Regions from separate parts of the Mus musculus genome. Here regions 1 and 3 are each linked to region 2. A link is a contact called in public Hi-C data. All regions are on one chromosome and are shown on one strand. Each heading gives the region's core, a stretch centred on a gene start, on an enhancer-like site or on the middle of the called end of the contact. The rest is flanking DNA. Distances are from core to core; before and after follow the strand shown.

Region 1 (2,999 bases), core at 178-2,677, 110 kb after region 2:
TAAACATTTCCCCCCTTTCCACCCTAGGTTAACCGTTCTCTCATGGAGATCTTTGAAGGGGGCGGGGTCACTGGTCCTGTTCTCGATGCTTTCTAAGCAGCTAAAGTTCAGATCCCTGTGACCTCAAGTGTTTCCTTGAGCGTGAAGAACTCTATTCTGACCTCCCTTCTCCCCTCAAGATCTCTTCCTTCTCTGTCCTCTGCTTCGAGCAACACGTTTGCTGCCTGTTCCAGGAAGAGATCTCGTACTATCTCTCACAAGCCCATTGAGGTGACCCCTGTTGTTCTTGATCCTCTTTTGTGACCTTTTTTATTGGGGGAGGGGGTTGTGAAGAGAAACACTGCCTTCCTTAATCTACAGAGGAGTCTTTTTGTTTGTTTTATACTATTTTATTTTGGTTTTGTTTTATAAAGTCTCAGTCCTTAGCCCAGGCTGTCACTGGTAATCTCTCCAGCCTGGCCTCCCCCTCTTCAGTGTGCCGCCACCGTACAGACCTTCCTAAGAAGCATTCTTGCCTGGGAGTTTTCCATGCGGGACACAGAAAGGCTTCAGATTTGGTTTCAGTTTTCTTCTGAGGTTTTTCCCTTTAACGTAAACACACCTCTCCTGTGTGGTCTCCATTTTTATGTTATGCGGTGATCTCTTTGGAGCATCGTTTCGTTGTAACAGGCATCGTGAGAGCAGATTGACAGAGGCAACCGAAATGAAGGCACGTGGCACCGTCTTGCTTGGCTCCATCTTTACAGTTTGTTGCCTGTGCTCGCACAGCCGCTCACCTGCCGCTGACCACTTTAAAATAGGAAGCGTGAATCCGTTCATGGGTGCAGAGGCGTTGGCTTGCAAGCTTAGCTCCCACACGGGGCGGGGGCGGTGCAGGTTTCCTTGCCTCTGGCAGGTTGGCAAGGACACACGGGACAAATTCTTTAGGCAAAGAGCTGCATGAAGGGACAAGGGGTGGCGACATTATTACAGCCTCTCTTGGTTTGTGGGTAATGCTTAAAGGCTCCCCGTTAGGTGAGGTAGATCTGTGAAATCATCTGGGGATAGCACTTCCGGCCATTTTATTTCGACTATATTCTGAATCCCAGCATTGTTCGGTCCCTCCATTGTCTTCATGGAAGAAAAGTGCACAGTGGCTCTAAGTGCGCATGCGTAGTGCTGGCAATCCGGAAGCTGCTTCATTCCGATCTCTTTTTCCATGATTTCTTTCAAACCTTTTATTTCTATGTCTTTTTTGGCAGTGGCTCTTGTTTGGCAGGTGTTGAGAACTAAGTATTCTCTCAGAAGACAATACACAGAAGATCACCAGGTGATTTTTTTTCTTGACATATAAATGGCTTTGTCATTCTGTCCACAGTCATGAATGCATAAAACAGCTGCCAAGAACAGCTCACGTGGCAGCATGAAGACCTGACACAATAGGTGTGTTCCACTCACGGCTGCAGGGGAGATTCCGTTGTGCACATTCCCCACTAGGGCATACAGAGCTGTGGGTCAGCCTGTGACCTCTGCCACGTGGTTGTGGCTTGTGCATCTGAAAAATTTTCATAAGTTTTCCTCAGTTAGACAACCTCCTTCCCTGAAATCAAGGCATGATGTGTCTGTGTGTGCGCACGCACACATGCTATGTGTCTGTCTGTTTGTATGTATTTGTGTTTCTGTGTGCATGGCAGGTGTATGTGCAGGTATGTGTGAGCATATGCAAGCTATAAATCAACATCAGGGCTCCTTCATCTTATTCTTGAGGTCGCTCAATGAGCCTGAAGCTCACTGATTGGCTAACGTGGCTACCCAGCAGGCTTTGGGGACCTGCTCCACACTTCCCCTCTCCCCCTCAATGCTAGTGTTGAGGGTGAACATTGCCACACTCAGATCTTATGCAGCTGCTGAGAATATAAATTTGGGTCTCCTGCGTATGTGGCAAGGACTTTAATGACTGAACCAGTCCCTCTGGGCCCCTTTCCAGGGCTACCTGCCTCTTTCCCTTTCTCTAAAACTTATTGGCTCTTTAGGAACTCAGCTAAGTGCACAAAGACAGACACTGACCCTCAGGCCCTCAGTCCTAGAGTACAGTATAGCAGGCAGAGTTAAAGGAAAAAAGAACATGACAGCTTTAGATTGGGAAAAGCCTCTGAAAAGGTAAAGCCAACATGGTGTGGTGAACAATGAGTTACTGGAAGTGGGCAAATGTACAGGGCGCAGTCCCAGCGGGCTTCCAAGAGGAAGTGATATTTGAGTTGAGCGTGAGTGTTGGAGCGTCAATCAACTCAGAGTTCAGGAAGCATGTTTCAGGTCATCGGCATGTCAGATATAAAACTGTACCTTAGAGACAAGCAAGTACAGACAGGAATCAGTCCAGTGTGACAAGATGGCATTGAACTATCAGAAAGATAAGAACCGGCATCATAATGGGGCCATGGGCCAGCCAATGCAAAGAGTCAAATCTGCCCTGCCAATCCTGCTGATCCAGGCTTACCTGCCCCTCTCTTTATCTCTCTGCTATTTACTTTGCTTTTAGTCTGAGTTACGCTTTCTCCCTTAGTACTAAGACAATAAGAGACACCACCACGGAAATATAAGCACTGAGATTCCAGGGTATAATGGAGCGCTAAATGCCAACGGGCGGGTGTGTGCAGAATTTTCCTTGTCTGTGCCAAGGGACACATATGCTTGCTACAAAGTCTGTCAGAGGCAACAGAGAGAAAAAAAATCAGGGTGCCCAACTGAACTGGAGTTGAGTGTCTCTAACTCACACAATGAGAAAAGGACCCTCCCCCCTCTGCCTTCCTTGAAAGGAAAGCTGTCAAGAGGGAAGCCCTATCATAAAATCATGATCAGAGGTTAAGGTTGTCTTAAAGACCCTGACACAAGAGCTGAGGGCAGCTGTGGCACAGTTGGTAGAGTGCTTGCTTTGCATGCATGAAGGCCTGGCATCAAACTCCAGTATTGCATATATCAGATATGGAATCTCAGGCCTGTAACCCCATGACTCAGGAGGT
Region 2 (3,181 bases), core at 299-2,798:
AGAAAAAGTTAGGGGTGGGGTAGAGGGTGGAGGGAGGAAAAGTTTAAACCAGGAAGGTTTGGTGGGACGCTTCCCTGCCACCACCACCCAGAGGGAGCCTGGAGAGGGAAAGATTGGGGAAATCATTCTGGGGTGATGAAGAGGGCACCCGCACGCTAACCCTCTTGAAAGCGCCAGGGGGTGGCGTCCCCGCCAGCCCCAGGCCAGGAGGGCGGGCGGGCGAGCCGCTGTGCGCCGGGCTCAGGGGCCGGGCACCCGGAGCGGAGCCATCTCTTACCTGCCGCCCGCTTGGGTGCCTGCTGTTTCCTCCTTGGCATCGCTCTACTTAGCTCCAGTCTCACTTCTGGCGCCCCAGCCCCGAGCCGCGCGCGGGGGCCGCAGTCTCGCTCGTCTTTCTGTGGCTCCTAGGACGTCACTCGGCCTCTGTCCCCCTGAAGATCCCCCTGCCAGCGCTCCAGCGCGGGGCCGGAGACCCCCTCTCTGGGTGGCAGATATGTGGCTCGCGCCTGCTGCTTGCAAGTGGAGGTTGGTTCTGCCTTGTTTGTTTGTTTGGTTTTTTTTCCCCCTCTCTTTTTGTTTTGCTTTTGGATTTTTTTCTTTTTTTGGTTTTGCTTTTTGCTGTTTTTTTGGTGACTGGTGAGACACTTGATTTCTTTATTAAACATCCAAGACGGGGTTCAGATGGCAGGGATGAGGGGCGCACACGCGCCACGCGCACACTCGCGCTTAAAGATAAGGGGGGAAACAATCCCGGGAAGACAGTGGATTTCTTCTTTTTCTTCTTCCTTCTCTTTCCCTCCTCCTCTTCTTCCTCCTCTTCCTCCACCTCCTCTTCCTTTACCACCTCCTCCTTCTCCTCCTTCTCCTTCTCCTCCTTCTCCTCCTCCTCCTCCTCCTCTTCCTCCTCCTCTTCCTCTTCTTCCTCCTCCTCCTCTTCCCTGATCTTGATGGCGGATTCGCGCTGGGGAGAGATCACTCACTGTAGGTTTGTTGTTGCTGTCAGATCCCCGTCTGTGAGTGATATGCGAGAGGACAGGAGCGGGTTTGGGAAAGACAGAAAATCTGGAATTCACTCACACACACACACACACACACACACACACACACACACACACACACACACACACCACACATACGCACACGCACGCTCGCTCTCACACACAAGCACTCTCGCTTACACACACACACACACACACACACACACTTACACTCACACTCCCCACATATGCTCTCTCTTACACACACACACACACACACACACACACACACACACACACACACACACACTCACACACACACAAGACAGGGCGAGGCGATGCCAGCAAACATCGATCCCGGCTGAACAAACTGAACATTAACAAACTCCTCCTCTTCTCCCTGCGACCTGATGACAGGGAGAAATTTACTCCCCAGCCGCAGAGCGCCAGGCAGAGGGAGTCTATTAAAGGGACAGTGTCCCGCCTGGGAGAGGAGCTGGAGAAAGAGGACCCAGCCGGCTTGGCTGCAGCCCTGGAGGCACCCACCTCCTCCTCACTGGGGCAGTGGAGTGTCCGCCTGTCTAGATGCCCCTCCAAGAGGAAGAAAAGGGGGAGTGGGAAGGAAGGGGGCGGGGCTCTGGCAGAGTTGGAGACAGTTAGAGTTGGAGATTAGAAGGGGACAATCTAGGTTTGCTTGGGAGACAGATTAGGGGGATGGGACTATATCCAGTCTCAACCTGTTCTCCAGCAAATAACCTCCTCTCACTATGTAAGTTCACATTGCTTTAACTTCCACCTTCTTGGAGTATTGGGATTTTTTTTTAAACTTCTGCTTCCTGGGCAGACTAATTACATAACCTTCATTGTGTTTCCTTCCAATGCTGATATTTATTGAGCACCTATGGTGCACCTGTTATACAGTCACCACAGTGACAGAGAGTGGGGAAGTCCAGATTGTGGCTGTTATCAAGGGTGAGAGGAACAACATCTGAAACAACTTGCCCCCTGGTGGTGTTCAGTCACTTCCCAGAGGTCTACCTTGCTGAAAATTTGATGTCCACCTTTCTCTATTTGCTTTCTCCGCTGGGCTCATCAAGGAAGGTGGATGCTGTGCACAGCTCGCTCTTTGGGTAATTGCCTCAGATCTCACTAGAGTATAAGTTCTTAGGGAGTTGTGCCCTCGTTTATCGTATTCTATCTCCCAATGGTGCCAAACAGAAAACATAGAGCTCCACCCCCAATAGTGCAATAAATGAAGAGGAAGCAGGGCATGCTGGGAGTACAACTTCAGAGTGGCCCGGATTGGTTAAAACTGAGTGTTGTTTTGGGGCTGAAAGAGGAGTCCATTCTGGAGAGTCTATTGTAGCTGAACCCGGTCTCCCTGGGTACCACTGCACACGGGGAGGTAGGTACCTTTCAGCACGTGTGAACAGGATGACCCTGTCCTGAAGACGCTTTCCTTCCTTCCAGTTGGGTAGAAAGTCAATGACAAGTGGGAAGGCAGCGGAAGGAGGTAGAGCTAGGAGCCTAATGAACCTGATACTGGGCATTGAACTCAGGGCACCGTACATACTGGGCAGGCAAGACATCATACATGCTGGACAGGCAAGGCACAATGCATGCTGGGTAGGCAAGGCATAATGCATGCTGGGTAGGCAAGGCATCATACATGCTGGGTAGGCAAGGCATCATACATGCTGGGCAGGCAGTCTATCACTAAACTATGTTTCTGATCCTCTTCATTTTTTTCTTAAATGTTGAGACAGAGGTCTTGCTAAGTTATTCAGGCTGACCTTGAACTCATTCTTAGATAGGTCTTCAAACTTGGGATCTTCTGGTCTCAGGCTCCTGAGTAGCTGGGCTGATAGGCCTGAGACACAGACTGTCATGAATCTGGAGTATGAAGAAGGAAGGATGTTTACCAAGTGGGGCTGCCTGGGGCAAGTCACAGATAGGTTCTAACCTTGGAGAAGGAGGAAGTTGGGTGACAAGGAGACTCTTGCGAGGGTGGCCCTTGGTGTAACAGTAGAAGCTCCTGGTTCGTAGCCCTCCAAGCCCACAGAGGCCTTTTTGAGGGTGTGCTCACCTTGGTGCTCTGAAGCAGGTTTTGCATCCTTAGATCTGTTTACAGTTTGGGCCACACACTGCTTACTGGAGATGAGTGTGGTCCAGTACAATGCAAGGTGCTTGCTTGGCAGCATCCA
Region 3 (3,210 bases), core at 11-2,510, 130 kb after region 2:
ACACAACTCCCACCATCTCTGTGTGGTATAGTGGTTGTGTTTTGTGTTTTCACAGGTACACGTGGATGACAGAGAACAACCTAGCTTGTCCCCAACACTCATTCTGCACTTTGATTTTGAGATGGGATTTCATTTCTCACTTTCCCAAGGACCTTACTAGTTTTGCTAGCCTGTCAGGCTGGCTAGCCCAGTCCCAAGGACTCGCCTACTTGACCATGCTCACCACTGGGATTACAGGGAGGTACACCACGCCCTGCTTTTAAAAGTAGGTTCTAGGAATCGAAGTCAGGTCCTCATGCTTGTATAGACAGAGTCCTCTCCCCAGCTGTGCTTTCCAATATTCTAGAAGTATCTTGTTGCCTGGTAAGGTGGATTGCTGAGTGGCATCAGAAACAGATGCAAAATCATGTTTCCATAAAAAAAGAAACACAGAAGATGCCTACAGTTGATTCCAGAGGCTTGTTATCTGTCTGGGGCCACCTCCATCCGAGGTTCGGGTCCACACTGTCCCCTTCCTACGGAGCTGCATGTTCTGGAGTCCTGCTGTCACTTGCGTTGGAAGGATAGACTGATGAAATCATTGATTATAACATGGCTCAGGTCTATTAAAGCAGTGAGCTAGAGCCTCCATTTCATCTTAATGGTCTTGTCGCTGTAACCTAATAACAGTGTCTGGTTATCGGAAGCAACGTAGCCTTCTTAGCTGGTTTTAACAGTCAATTATTTAAGTTTCCTGTTTCCACTTAACAGTCTCCATATGAGATCGTCACTCATATCCCTGCCTGGTTTGCAAATTTGTCTAATTATTGTTCTTGGTGCTTCCATGCAGAGTGTTCTTGAATGTGCTCATTCTGATCTCGGGGAAGGATTGCTGAGCTAGGACATCTGTAGGTAAGAGAAACTTCTAGGGCCAATTTACTAATAAAACCTGGCATGGTGTTAGCTGAGAAGATGCGGCCTGTCAAAGGCTTAATCAGGGAGAATAATCTTGCCCACTGTTGCATCCGGGAATGTCAGTGTTTATGACTTCAGAGAGTCCTGTCTTGTTAACTTAAGAAATAAAGCAAAGGAGACCCCTGGAGGAAACAGGCGTAAAGGGGCGGGGGTAGGGAGGCAGGGAGGGTGCCTTTCACTTATGCATATCCAGGAAACCTAAAGGAGTCCTGAAAGTCTTCTGGATGGAGGGCTTGGGGGAAGCTGGTGGGTAACCTTTGACCTCTGCCCACCATCTTCACCTATCTGGCCCTGAGCAGCTCAAGTGCAATCAGCCTTGGGAAAGAAGTCAGAAATAGAGGAACAAGAGCATTGGTCCCTACTACCTGCATTGAAGGTCCCAGGACAGTCATGTCCCTGTCACCCGGGAGCTTGTTAAAAGAGCATAAACCCAGACTTTGCCCCAGATATAGTCAACTCTACGTTTTTTATAAGACCTCCGCAATCAAACTCTACATTTTTATAATACAGATGTTAAAAACAGGAGAAGCACTAGAGCGAGGCACACTGACCGCCAAGGGTACCGGAGGAGATCCCACAGAGGCACGAAAACCACCATAAGATGTTACTCAGCTCCATAGGCCCGCGTGGTTTCAATCTCACTATGCTACTCATATGATATTGTAGAGTCACATGTAAACATTATGAATAAACACATTCCTTTTTATCAAAAGCTACTGGCCTTGCCATAGTCTTCCTCAGGGTGTGGTACAAGGGTTCTATTCAACAGGGTCTGGTGGGGGCTAATTAGCATCCAGAGCTCTGTGTCCCCCTCTGCGTCACTGAAAAGAATCTCTGAGCTTGGTGTAAGAACAGACCACGCTGCCACACACTAATTTGGGCTTCAGGGCCGCCTTGTTAGATCATCCGCCTGGTTGGGTTAGAAAAGGGTGTGGGAGTTCACTTGCTTTCAATTTGTAATTCATTGTCCAGTGTTTGTAAGTTTGTCTCTACACCCATCAAGAGTGTCATTCTAACCCTTGGTGACCATGACGCCCTTTCGTTGTGTTTTGGGATATCCTGAGGCTCTGTAGATACACGGCAGAGAAAGCAAGGCCATCCCCGTGCACTGGTCTGGCTGGAGCTCCGTGGTCTCATCCTTCTGATCATCTCTCTCTGTTCCTAGGCCTGCGAGGGGACAGAAGACACTGAGTGGAGCTAGGGAAGCAACAGCTGTGTGAGGCTCTTCATACGTGTGTGTGTGTGTGAGTGTGTGTGAGTGAGTGTGTGTGAGAGTATGTGTGTGTAAGAGAGACTGAGTGTGAGTGTGTTAGTGTGTGTGTGTGAGTGTGAGTGTGTGTGTGTGTGTCTGTGTGTGTGTGTGTCTGTGTGTGTGTGTGTGTGTGTGTGTGTGTGTGTGTGTGTGTGTCTGTGTGTAACTCCAGAGCTGGAGACACAGAGACAGGAGGATCCCTGGGACTCAGTGGCCAGCCACCTTTGCCAAATTTGTGATCTGTAGGTTTGGTGAGAGAGCCTGTCTCAAATAAATAAATAAATAAATAAAGTGAGTAAGAATTGAGCAAGAAATATGACATCAGCCTCTGGCCTCCATAGGTACATGCACACATATGTGAACATGTGTGTGCACACACAAACCATATACACGTGTATGCACACACACACACACACATACACACACACACACACACTCACCACTCACTGCACCCAGCTTGTCATGTGCATTTTAGGAATTAAACGCAGGTTCACGCGGCTTACACTATGGCCCGACACACTGCCCTGGCCTGGGCATAGGCTTTGATGTGTGGCCATTAAATATTCTCAAAGTCAAACTAAAAAGTTGGGGAGTAGGAACAGAAAGTGTGAGGAGTTTTCCCCGGGTCGCCCAGCTGGTGTGAGATTCAGAGCAGGGTAAACAGACTCATTCACTCTATCCGGGTGGTTTGTACTTGTAGGTCATGAGTGCCACTCACAAGTCACGTGTCCAGGAATAGAGCCAAGTGTCACATCCATGGCCCCAGACCCCAGAGTAACTCTCCAGGTGAGGGTAGGTTCACAAGCTGTTGTCCTGGTGACGGAGGCCAAACAGCTCCTTGGAAAAGCATCATGGGCCACATTATTTTCATTCCTGAAAAAAAAAAAAGTTTTCTGAAATGGCAATTGCTTAGCAATCTCTAGCCAACTCTAGAAATAAAAGCTACTGCTGTTTGGAGAGCAATCAGGAGGGGCTTTTGGTGTCAGGGGTATATGAATCCCGAC

What was found. Hi-C and Micro-C count contacts between places; a contact is called where the count stands out from the background.
Region 1: a contact with region 2 is called in a Hi-C map of olfactory sensory neurons, with 2.5 times the contacts expected there. The contact joins the enhancer-like site here to the promoter of Tshz2 in region 2. A contact is called at or near these places in 2 of 484 Hi-C or Micro-C datasets (immediate neuronal precursor and olfactory sensory neurons), 2 of 115 datasets of contacts at active chromatin or transcription factors (both in embryonic stem cells) and 3 of 9 other capture datasets (adipose tissue, liver and pancreatic islet).
Region 3: a contact with region 2 is called in a Hi-C map of the N1E-115 cell line, with 3 times the contacts expected there. The contact joins the enhancer-like site here to the promoter of Tshz2 in region 2. A contact is called at or near these places in 1 of 39 promoter capture datasets (second pharyngeal arch cranial neural crest), 6 of 484 Hi-C or Micro-C datasets (the N1E-115 cell line, embryonic fibroblasts, nephron progenitors and 1 more) and 3 of 115 datasets of contacts at active chromatin or transcription factors (embryonic stem cells and pancreatic cancer cells).

Annotation. Positions count from the first base shown.
Region 1 is chr2:169,522,494-169,525,492 of GRCm38.p6, reverse strand. No RefSeq gene overlaps it. Among named protein-coding and RNA genes, the nearest start is that of Gm34112, 29 kb to the right of the region's middle. Within about 2 kb of position 1,427, at least 12 of the 459 cell types and tissues checked have an H3K27ac peak or open chromatin away from gene starts, as enhancers often do. A contact at or near this core is called in olfactory sensory neurons, where this site is marked.
Region 2 is chr2:169,630,876-169,634,056 of GRCm38.p6, reverse strand. It overlaps Tshz2 (teashirt zinc finger family member 2), which reads right to left and starts at 1,548. Exons shown (of 2, transcript NM_080455.3): 1 at 278-1,548. The coding sequence starts at 317.
Region 3 is chr2:169,503,466-169,506,675 of GRCm38.p6, reverse strand. It overlaps Gm14249 (predicted gene 14249), which reads right to left. Exons shown (of 7, transcript NR_166520.1): 6 at 2,925-3,079; 7 at 1,830-2,121. Among named protein-coding and RNA genes, the nearest start is that of Gm34112, 10 kb to the right of the region's middle. Within about 2 kb of position 1,260, at least 2 of the 459 cell types and tissues checked have an H3K27ac peak or open chromatin away from gene starts, as enhancers often do. A contact at or near this core is called in the N1E-115 cell line, where this site is marked.